Linked DNA regions of Hordeum vulgare: all the other regions are linked to region 2. A link is a contact called in public Hi-C data. All regions are on one chromosome and are shown on one strand. Each heading gives the region's core, a stretch centred on a gene start, on an enhancer-like site or on the middle of the called end of the contact. The rest is flanking DNA. Distances are from core to core; before and after follow the strand shown.

Region 1 (2,700 bases), core at 121-2,620, 220 kb before region 2:
AGTCTTCTATATAAATAGAGCATCCAGATGTCACGCATAGCTGTATTTGACTGATTTTGTACTAGCACTCCAGAGACGATGAAAGAAGCAAATACATGAACTCGTGGGAAAGAGACATTAGCTGGCTCTTACGTGCAAAGTCAATGTCTGAAGTTTTTTTACTCCAAAAGTAGATGAAGCATGTATGTACTCTTGTATTTTGGATTACTCTTGTTTTGGCACATGTTGCTACTCTGATATGTGGCACTACTTTTAGCTATCTACATTGTCCAAAGTTAACAAAATATTATATCAATCATATAGACCCTCTTCTATGGAAACTCCTATCATTTCATCGTAAACATAGACGGGCGCAGCAACGCGCGCCACTCAAGATCTAGTGATTCATATATGCCACCCTCATCTTGGTGTAGCTCATGGCTGAAACATGCACATGAAAGTATCCATCAAAATGCGCCAACATTTTTAGATCATGACATAGGCAATAATGCATTTTGTTTTACAACTTCCTTTGGACTCCTCATCTTGGTGTAGCTGATGGCTGAAACATGCACATGAAAGTATCCATCAAAATGCGCCAACATTTTTAGATCATGACATAGGCAATAATGCATTTTGTTTTACAACTCCCTTTAGACTCGCAAGACAAATTAAACCGTAACGTTATACTCCCTCCGTCCCGAAATTCTTGTTTTAAATTTGTCTACATACGAATGTATCTAGTCACATTTTAACATTTAGATACATTTATTTATAGACAAACCTAAGATAAGAATTATTTGTATGTAGACAAACCTAAGACAAGAATTTTAAGACGACGGAGTACCATGGATGATACTTTTGTGGTTAGCTCCTAACACAAGTAAGAATTCGAATTACAAGCGTGTCAAACGAAAGTGTGCGCTGCTATATTAGCATCACACGAGCAATGTTGGAATGAAACCAAAACCAAATCGATTCAAACTCTTTTAAAACAATCGGCTAGAATATCACTGAAATTGGGCTCTAGATCCCGGGTATACCGAAGACCCTTCCGCATCGTGACAAAAAATTCCGTCGCCGGGACTTGAACCCGGGTCTCTCGGGTGAGAGCCGAGTATCCTAACCACCTAGACTACGACGGATCTTGTGATGCCGTTCGTAATAATATTTGTACCACATCTTCCCTCGGCCTTAATCACCTGATCGCCAGCCTAGCTAGACGCTCGCTCGGGCCGAAACGGTGCGCTACACACGTTACGAAAGCATCACCCACTAACCAGCGCCGGCCCATGGATCCCCGCCAGGAGAGGCCCAGGCCCAGTCGGCCGCCGCAGCAGCAGCAGCCTCGCCTTCCTTCCTCCCTCCACTCGCGTGGGGAGCCGCTCCCTCCCTCCCTTATCGCCAGAAACCCCCGGCCGGAGCAGCGGCGAGCAAGGCTCACCGGCGGCCCACCTCCCTCAACCGCGGGCGCGCGCGCAGATGCGGCCGTCGCCCATGGCGGCGCGTGCGGCGAGCGGGTGCTCCTCCGCGGCCCTGGCCTTCTTCCGCCTGCGCCCCCTCGGCCGCGCCGCCCGCCTGGCCCCCGCGGGCCGCTCCGCGTTCGGCGCCACCGCCGCCTGCCGGGGCCGCCTCGTCGACTCCGTCCTCCAGGAGCTCCGGTCCCGCAGGCGGGTCCGGGTCTCCGCGAGGTAATGCCCCCTTTCGCATTGTAGGAAGGAGCTCGGCTGCCTCCTCTCTCTGCCCTGCCTCCCTCGCCGCCGTCGCCCGTCCATAGCAATCCCGCCGCGGACGTGCGCCTCCCGGTGCGCAGCCTCCACGCTGCTCCGTCCCGATGTGCTATGCTGCCACTGCCCGCTGCAGTTTCGCGTGTCCGCTGCTTGTAGAGAATCGAGCGCGGGATCAGGGTATCGAACTTTGACCTCGCTCTCGTGATCATGGACGGACCCTTGTGCATGCGGTAATGATGGTTTGTGAGTAGGAGGAACCCGGTTTGCAGCAATTGTTCTAGGTAGATTTGCTTTATGCAATTTGTTCTGCAGTGCATTACATGTGGAGATTTTGTCGTGGAACTGTAGTAGGCCAATGTAGTGGTCTCCAAAACCATTTTATGTGGGAAATGCACTGCCACGCTGTCCGTTGGAAATGGTAATGGTGTAAGGACTCTAGCTAATTTCACATCGGCAATATGGAGGTTCCCTTTTTCAATCGAATTGTGGAATGAGAAAATTGTAGAACGTACTGTCACATTGACAAGAGCATTACATGACAACACAGACACGATTGCGGGTTAACCCACCCCCACCGGACGCACACTACAGGGTCACACTTGCTAGATTACCTCCACCTACAATCTTCCACTAGCGGTACTGATCCTTAATCTTGCCCACGATTAAGCTAGAAGAGCCTTGTTCTTGAACCCACACACATGTTTCCTTTAGCGCCAGACAGAATGGATGGTGCACAGGATCACCAAAATGTAGCCCTTCCTGAATGTAGCTGAGACAGCGTTTTTTGGCACCAGTCCACCTATCGAGAATCGTTGCATCAGGGCCAGGGTCAAGGTGTTGGAACCCGAGCCATTGCAGGAACAGGAACCAAATTCCTCTCGCGTAGATGCACGGCCAGTCTTGAGAGCACAATGGGCACACTGACTGGTGAGGGAGCCCCCTTCTGGCTAGACGACCAGACGTCCAGCTGCCGTTCATCAGGAAAGCCACA
Region 2 (2,700 bases), core at 71-2,570:
GCGATGCACACAACCATCAGCTCCGGATGGAGTATACATGTACGTAAGATTTTTTTAAATGGTTGAATACATCAGGCCTGTGCCGCACAGTGGAGGTTTCTTAGTGCGGGTTCATAGGCGTTTTGCTGATGTGTCACACTAGTTAATGATGAGATAGAGTAGGGTTGTATCTTAGCTAAGGCATGTGCCAATGCTGGTTTCTTAGCGCGATTTCACAAGGCCATGACATGGCATACTAGTTAATGAAGAAAGAGAGTGATGTTGTATCTTACTCCCTCCTTCTCATCTTACGAAAACCAAATAATCCCAAAACACTTAGAGGCACGATGCATTAACTTCCACCTCATTTTTTGTTTTTTGACATAAATAGAGGAATCAACCAATAAGAGTCGTGGGGCGTATATGTTTTTAATGACTTGAGATTAACTAGCACGACATGCAGTGGCCAATTCATTACATGTAATGTTATTAATTAGCAAATTAACATTAATTTCTCTCGTTTTCCACTCCGTCCTGGTCACGGTGCACAAACTAAGATGACTTAGGTCTGTGCCAATGCATCTTCTCTTATCACATTATTATAGAAGCATTAATAATTTAAAATACAACCATGCCAATGCACTGTTTCTTATGAATTGTATCTATATTTAATAGTTTGGGGTAATGCATGCATATGATTGGGCAAGAACTATTTTTTGTTTATGACCACTCTCTTTCTTCATTAACCAGAATGTCATATCAGTAAAATGCCTATAAAACCATGTTAAGAAACTAGCATTGGCACATGCCTTATAAACCGTAATGAAGAAAGTACCAGTGTCCAGTTGTAATGGCGTTATTACGTTGACTAGTCAAGCACACCAAGTCGGTCAAAACTCGAAAGTGAGCTTGAGGTCAACAACAAGCTCGCAGCACCCACTGGGAGTTGGTCCATAATCTATCCATCTGCTGAATTTAAAAACAAAAACTAGACAACCAGGTCCGTGCGTTGTACATTTGGAGTAGATCTTAAAAGGTACCACTAAACGTAGCAATCAAATCCCACCAACGCCCACCAAAACGAAATGCATTCTACAAACGGCAGAGCAGAAGATGGAGAAGAGAAAAAAAGATATTTTTGATTTACCCTCCGCATTCTACAGCGGAGGCAAAAGTAACTGGAACTTAATTAAAAAGCTTTTTAAAAATATAAGCGTCTGCGAGCAGCGGCGCAGTAAAAATGGCGTTACCCGTCCGGGAATCACCGCATTGACGCGGGTTATTGTTGTCAGGATGGCAATGGCGTCGGTATCATCTGATGCATTGTCTGTCTCCAACCCAAAGGCAGAAAAAGAGGGAAAGGAAAGGCAAAGGCAAAGGCAAAGGCTGGGGTGGGACAGATAGAAGAAGCGGGGGGAGGTTGCCATTGATAGAGACCACGAGCTCTCCTCCAAGCCACCGCTCCCCGCTCTGCAGGAGCCTCCTGACCCTGCTGCCCCCTCCCCCCGGATCTCGGCCATTGCCTCTGCCACCTGCCTACCTACTGCTGCTACCACGACCTCACTTGTCTTGCCCCGAGCTCTCCAGCCGCTTGGACTGGATCGCTTTGGTTCGAGCCCCGTCCGCGCGTCAGCGTGAGTGCTCATTGCTCCTCCACCGATTTGCGTTCTTGGCTCTGCTTCTTGATCCTGATTTGGCTCCGGTGCCCCTGCTCCGTTCCCCGCGAGGAAGATCTGGTCACTGATCGACTGCTTATGATGGTTCCGTGGATTCTGCTCCTGCCAAAGGCGCTTGGATTTTCCTCCCGTTCGTGATTTCCGCGAGGTCTCTAGCGCCGCAAAGATCTGTGCTTTTGGCAGCTGGTAGAATGTGACAGATTGTTTCTCTTTCTGCCTTCCATTCCGGGGGCTTGAGCATCATACGCTTTGATATTTTTTTTTTCCCTTTCATGGCATTGCAAAAGGATCTCCTTCCGATTTGGTTTGCCAAATAGCAGCCCAATCCTGCCTCGATTCGCTCCGGTGAATATCCCATCGCAAATGCATCCGAGATTTGCGTCCGCGGCGCCTTTGTCAAGGCCCCGTTGTCTCTTACTGCATTATTACTGTGTGTTTGGGCTCCTAGTGGCCGGCAATTTTGGCTCTTCTTGCTGCTCCTCTGATCTGGCCAAATTTGTCACATTCAGTAATCTTTTGCTTTTTCACTCTGGTTCCTGATCGGCTGGTAGCTGGGCTTTTATGTTTTACAGTTCACCATTCTAGCAATTTACACCTGCATTTAAACGGTTTGGCGCTTGACTGCAGAATTAGGTACCTGCAAAGGGACTAGAGATTGGACTGTTGAGTGGAATTCGGGATGGAGAAGAGGGGTGGCACTCCGTCGCCGTCGCCGAGGTCGACGGAGAAGTCCGGCAAAGACTTGACGAGGTCGGGGGATGCCAACGGCGGCGCGAGCACCGGCGGCAACGCCACCCCGAAAGGCGATAAGGAGAAGGGAGTCAATGTGCAGGTCATCCTTAGATGCAGGTGAGTGAGGAGAGCTCAGCAGTTCTAGTTCAGAAGCTCAGTGCCATGCTGTTTTTTGTGCCCACTCACAGTCTGCAATTTGGTGCATTCAGGCCTCTGAGTGATGACGAGACAAAGGGGAATACTCCGGTGGTGATATCGTGCAATGAGCGCCGCCGCGAGGTTGCCGCCACTCAGGTTATCGCCAATAAGCAGA
Region 3 (2,700 bases), core at 135-2,634, 140 kb before region 2:
AACACAGAACAACAAAAAGCAAGCCACGCAATGCCCAAGGAGAGAAGAACTAGAAATAAAGAACAGCAAAAAAAGAATGGAGCAACATAAAAAAAAGAATTAAAAATATAGAACAGCAAAAAATAAGCCTTCAACAAGAGAGGCCAAGACAAACAAGGATCTTCAAAAAAGTGTCTCCGATTCCAAAACAAGCCTTCACCAAGAGAGGTCAAGGCAAATAAGGGTCTTCAAAAAAGTGTCTCCGATTGCAAGATATTTTGCCAACCTTCGAGAGCCAAGACATGCATCCAAAAATAACTTTAACATTGTCTACATAGCAAACAAAAAACCAAGAACAAGAGGTTAAGAACTAGCTTCATCTCTCTAACACTACATCAACTCACTAGAGGATCAATATCCTAGGTCTAAGAAGAGAACAATAGCTTTGTAGATCCAACTAGATATAGCTTTCCTTGTATCAACTACTTTGTAATGAATCAAGTCTTGGGACGACTTATCAAATATTACTAAAAAAACTAAATAATTTATTAATTCATGCAGAGCGGCGGACTACCTGCTAGTTTGTTTTATATGTCAGAGCAAACGGGGCCTGGAATAATGGATGTTTGAGTTTGCCGATGCTATGTTGAGTTAGCAGATTCAGGAGCTTGTGCCAGAGTTTATGTACTTTATGCTGTCAGTTCCACTGTTTTAGCTTGTTGCATACATGTGAGAAATGTATTTGCAGTATGATTTTTTTCTGCTTTACTTCATATTGAAGATTCAACTATTTTTCCTCATGATGTAGGTAAAGGTACGACCAAGATTTCACCGAGTGTGAATTTTCGCTTTGGTCGGCAGGACACCAACACCGCCTCCTGTGATAGAGGAGAAGGAATCAAAGCATCTTCTCGAGAAAAACTTCTTGCTCTTGTACACTGTGGTGTGCATTCTTCTCCAGTTTTGGTGCCCTCTATTCCTCGTACTTCTCTGCCATACTAAAGATGCCAGGAAACCAAGCTGCAACCATTACTGTCATGCGCTGCATGGTAGATTTCCATGCAATTCTGTTGTTGCGAGAGTTCTTAAGAAGAAGAAATTAGTTTGGGAATGCTTGGATTCACTTCACAAAACTAATAGGATGGGGGAGAGGGGGAGGCGTTGAGGCCATGGCGCCCATGGAGCGGGGAGAGAGGTGAAGGAAGAAGGGAGAAAATGTCACGACCCGGGTCTCATCCATTGATAGCTCACATGGTACAGCAAGATTTGGTTGAGGAAGAGAGGTACAGGAGGTGGAAGGAGAAGGTAGGTGAGATGCAGAGAAAACAGAGAGATGTTCAGAGTCAATTTCTTCACACCCCACACGCTGGCCAACGGTGCCCCTTTATATCACACACGTAACCACGCTCTTACATGTGGGTTCACGGTCCACAACACCAGCTCACGGAGCCATCCAACTTGTGAATCACGCCGGTGCTTGCTCGGTCTGCCTGCTGGATCTGGCTTCTTCAGGGACAAGCGACCCAGGTTCCGTCCTCAGGTTTTTTCCACTGTTTTGATCCTAGGGGTCCAAGTTAATCATATAACGAACTTGTTTCGAAAGAATTTCACGTTTTGATCCTTTTAAAATGTCATAGGCCGTGGCGTTGCAGCCCTAAATAGAAACGTCTGTCTATTGTGGCGTTCCTGGACATGCATGAAACGCCTGTCTATTGTGGCGTTTCTGGCCGCGTGCGAAACGCCAGCCGCTGTGACGTTGCGGGCCCGACATGAAACGCCAGGCACCATGGCGTTTCTTACCTTTATAATTTGCCAGCCCGACCCCGTCGGCCACCAACCTCCTTTCTTCTCTCTCTGGTTCGTTTCTTTGGCGAAAAAAGCTCTCCCTCCTTCTCCAGATCCCCCCTTCGATCTCCCTCCTCCCTCAACCGTTTTGTTGGTTCTTTGGGGCAAATCGAAGAGGCCGTAAGCTCCTCCAATCCCTTCAATTAGTTTTTGCAATGATTTTGTATTTGTGTAGATTTTTTTTTGCACTAGGTGTAATGTATGTTTTGAAGTAAAAACTTTTTTTTTGATGGTTAATAGGTGTAGTTTAGGGTGGTTCTAGGTCTAGTTTATGGTGGATGTAGGTATAACCTAGTTGTACTTCATATTATTGATATTAGATGAATGCCTAGGTTTAGTTCATATTAGTGGCATTCGGTGAATGTGTAGGTTTAGTTCATATTAGTGGCACTAGGTGAATGCCTAGATTTAGTTCATACTAGTGGTAGTAGGTGAATGCGTAGCTTTTTTGGCACAGTAGTTTAATCCCTAGATTTAGTTCACACTAGTTTAATGTCTAAAAGAATTTTGTTCATATTATGTAGGATGTTTCAGCCGGATAAATATCCGGGACTTGATGAGTTCTATGAGCAGAAGCATCGTGCGATGCTGGTTGAAAGAGGAGAGGTAATTATGATGGTCTTGATGATTATTTTTCTATATTCTATGATTTTCATATTGTGACAAATTATGCGTTTGTTGATTTAGGTTCCTCCAGTACTTCGTTTGAGGGGGCACAACCCGAATGAATCTCTGCTATATGACCCTCGGTACGAGCCTTATTTTAGAAGAATGGATCTTCTTCAGTTTGTGCTCAACTTTAAAGGCACACCACCATGGTTGAACGCCACGGCCCTTACCGCCCTTACGGACCGTTGGAGGCCGGAGACGCACTCT

The links. Hi-C and Micro-C count contacts between places; a contact is called where the count stands out from the background.
Region 1: a contact with region 2 is called in a Hi-C map of leaf, with 3 times the contacts expected there. The contact joins the promoter of LOC123398768 here to the promoter of LOC123398579 in region 2. A contact is called at or near these places in 4 of 6 Hi-C or Micro-C datasets (leaf and seedling).
Region 3: a contact with region 2 is called in a Hi-C map of leaf, with 4 times the contacts expected there. The contact joins the enhancer-like site here to the promoter of LOC123398579 in region 2. A contact is called at or near these places in 1 of 6 Hi-C or Micro-C datasets (leaf) and 1 of 1 datasets of contacts at active chromatin or transcription factors (embryo).

What each region holds. Positions count from the first base shown.
Region 1 is chr1H:27,147,172-27,149,871 of MorexV3_pseudomolecules_assembly, reverse strand. It overlaps LOC123398768 (ribonuclease II, chloroplastic/mitochondrial), which reads left to right and starts at 1,370. Exons shown (of 14, transcript XM_045093253.1): 1 at 1,370-1,670. The coding sequence starts at 1,462. TRNAE-CUC (a tRNA gene) reads right to left here and starts at 1,124; the gene lies at 1,052-1,124.
Region 2 is chr1H:26,925,238-26,927,937 of MorexV3_pseudomolecules_assembly, reverse strand. LOC123398579 (kinesin-like protein KIN-5A) reads left to right here and starts at 1,320. Exons shown (of 23, transcript XM_045093062.1): 1 at 1,320-1,613; 2 at 2,283-2,504; 3 at 2,597-2,700. The coding sequence starts at 2,335.
Region 3 is chr1H:27,065,560-27,068,259 of MorexV3_pseudomolecules_assembly, reverse strand. No RefSeq gene overlaps it. Among protein-coding and RNA genes, the nearest start is that of LOC123398673, 9.8 kb to the left of the region's middle. Within about 2 kb of position 1,384, at least 3 of the 3 cell types and tissues checked have open chromatin away from gene starts, as enhancers often do. A contact at or near this core is called in leaf, where this site is marked.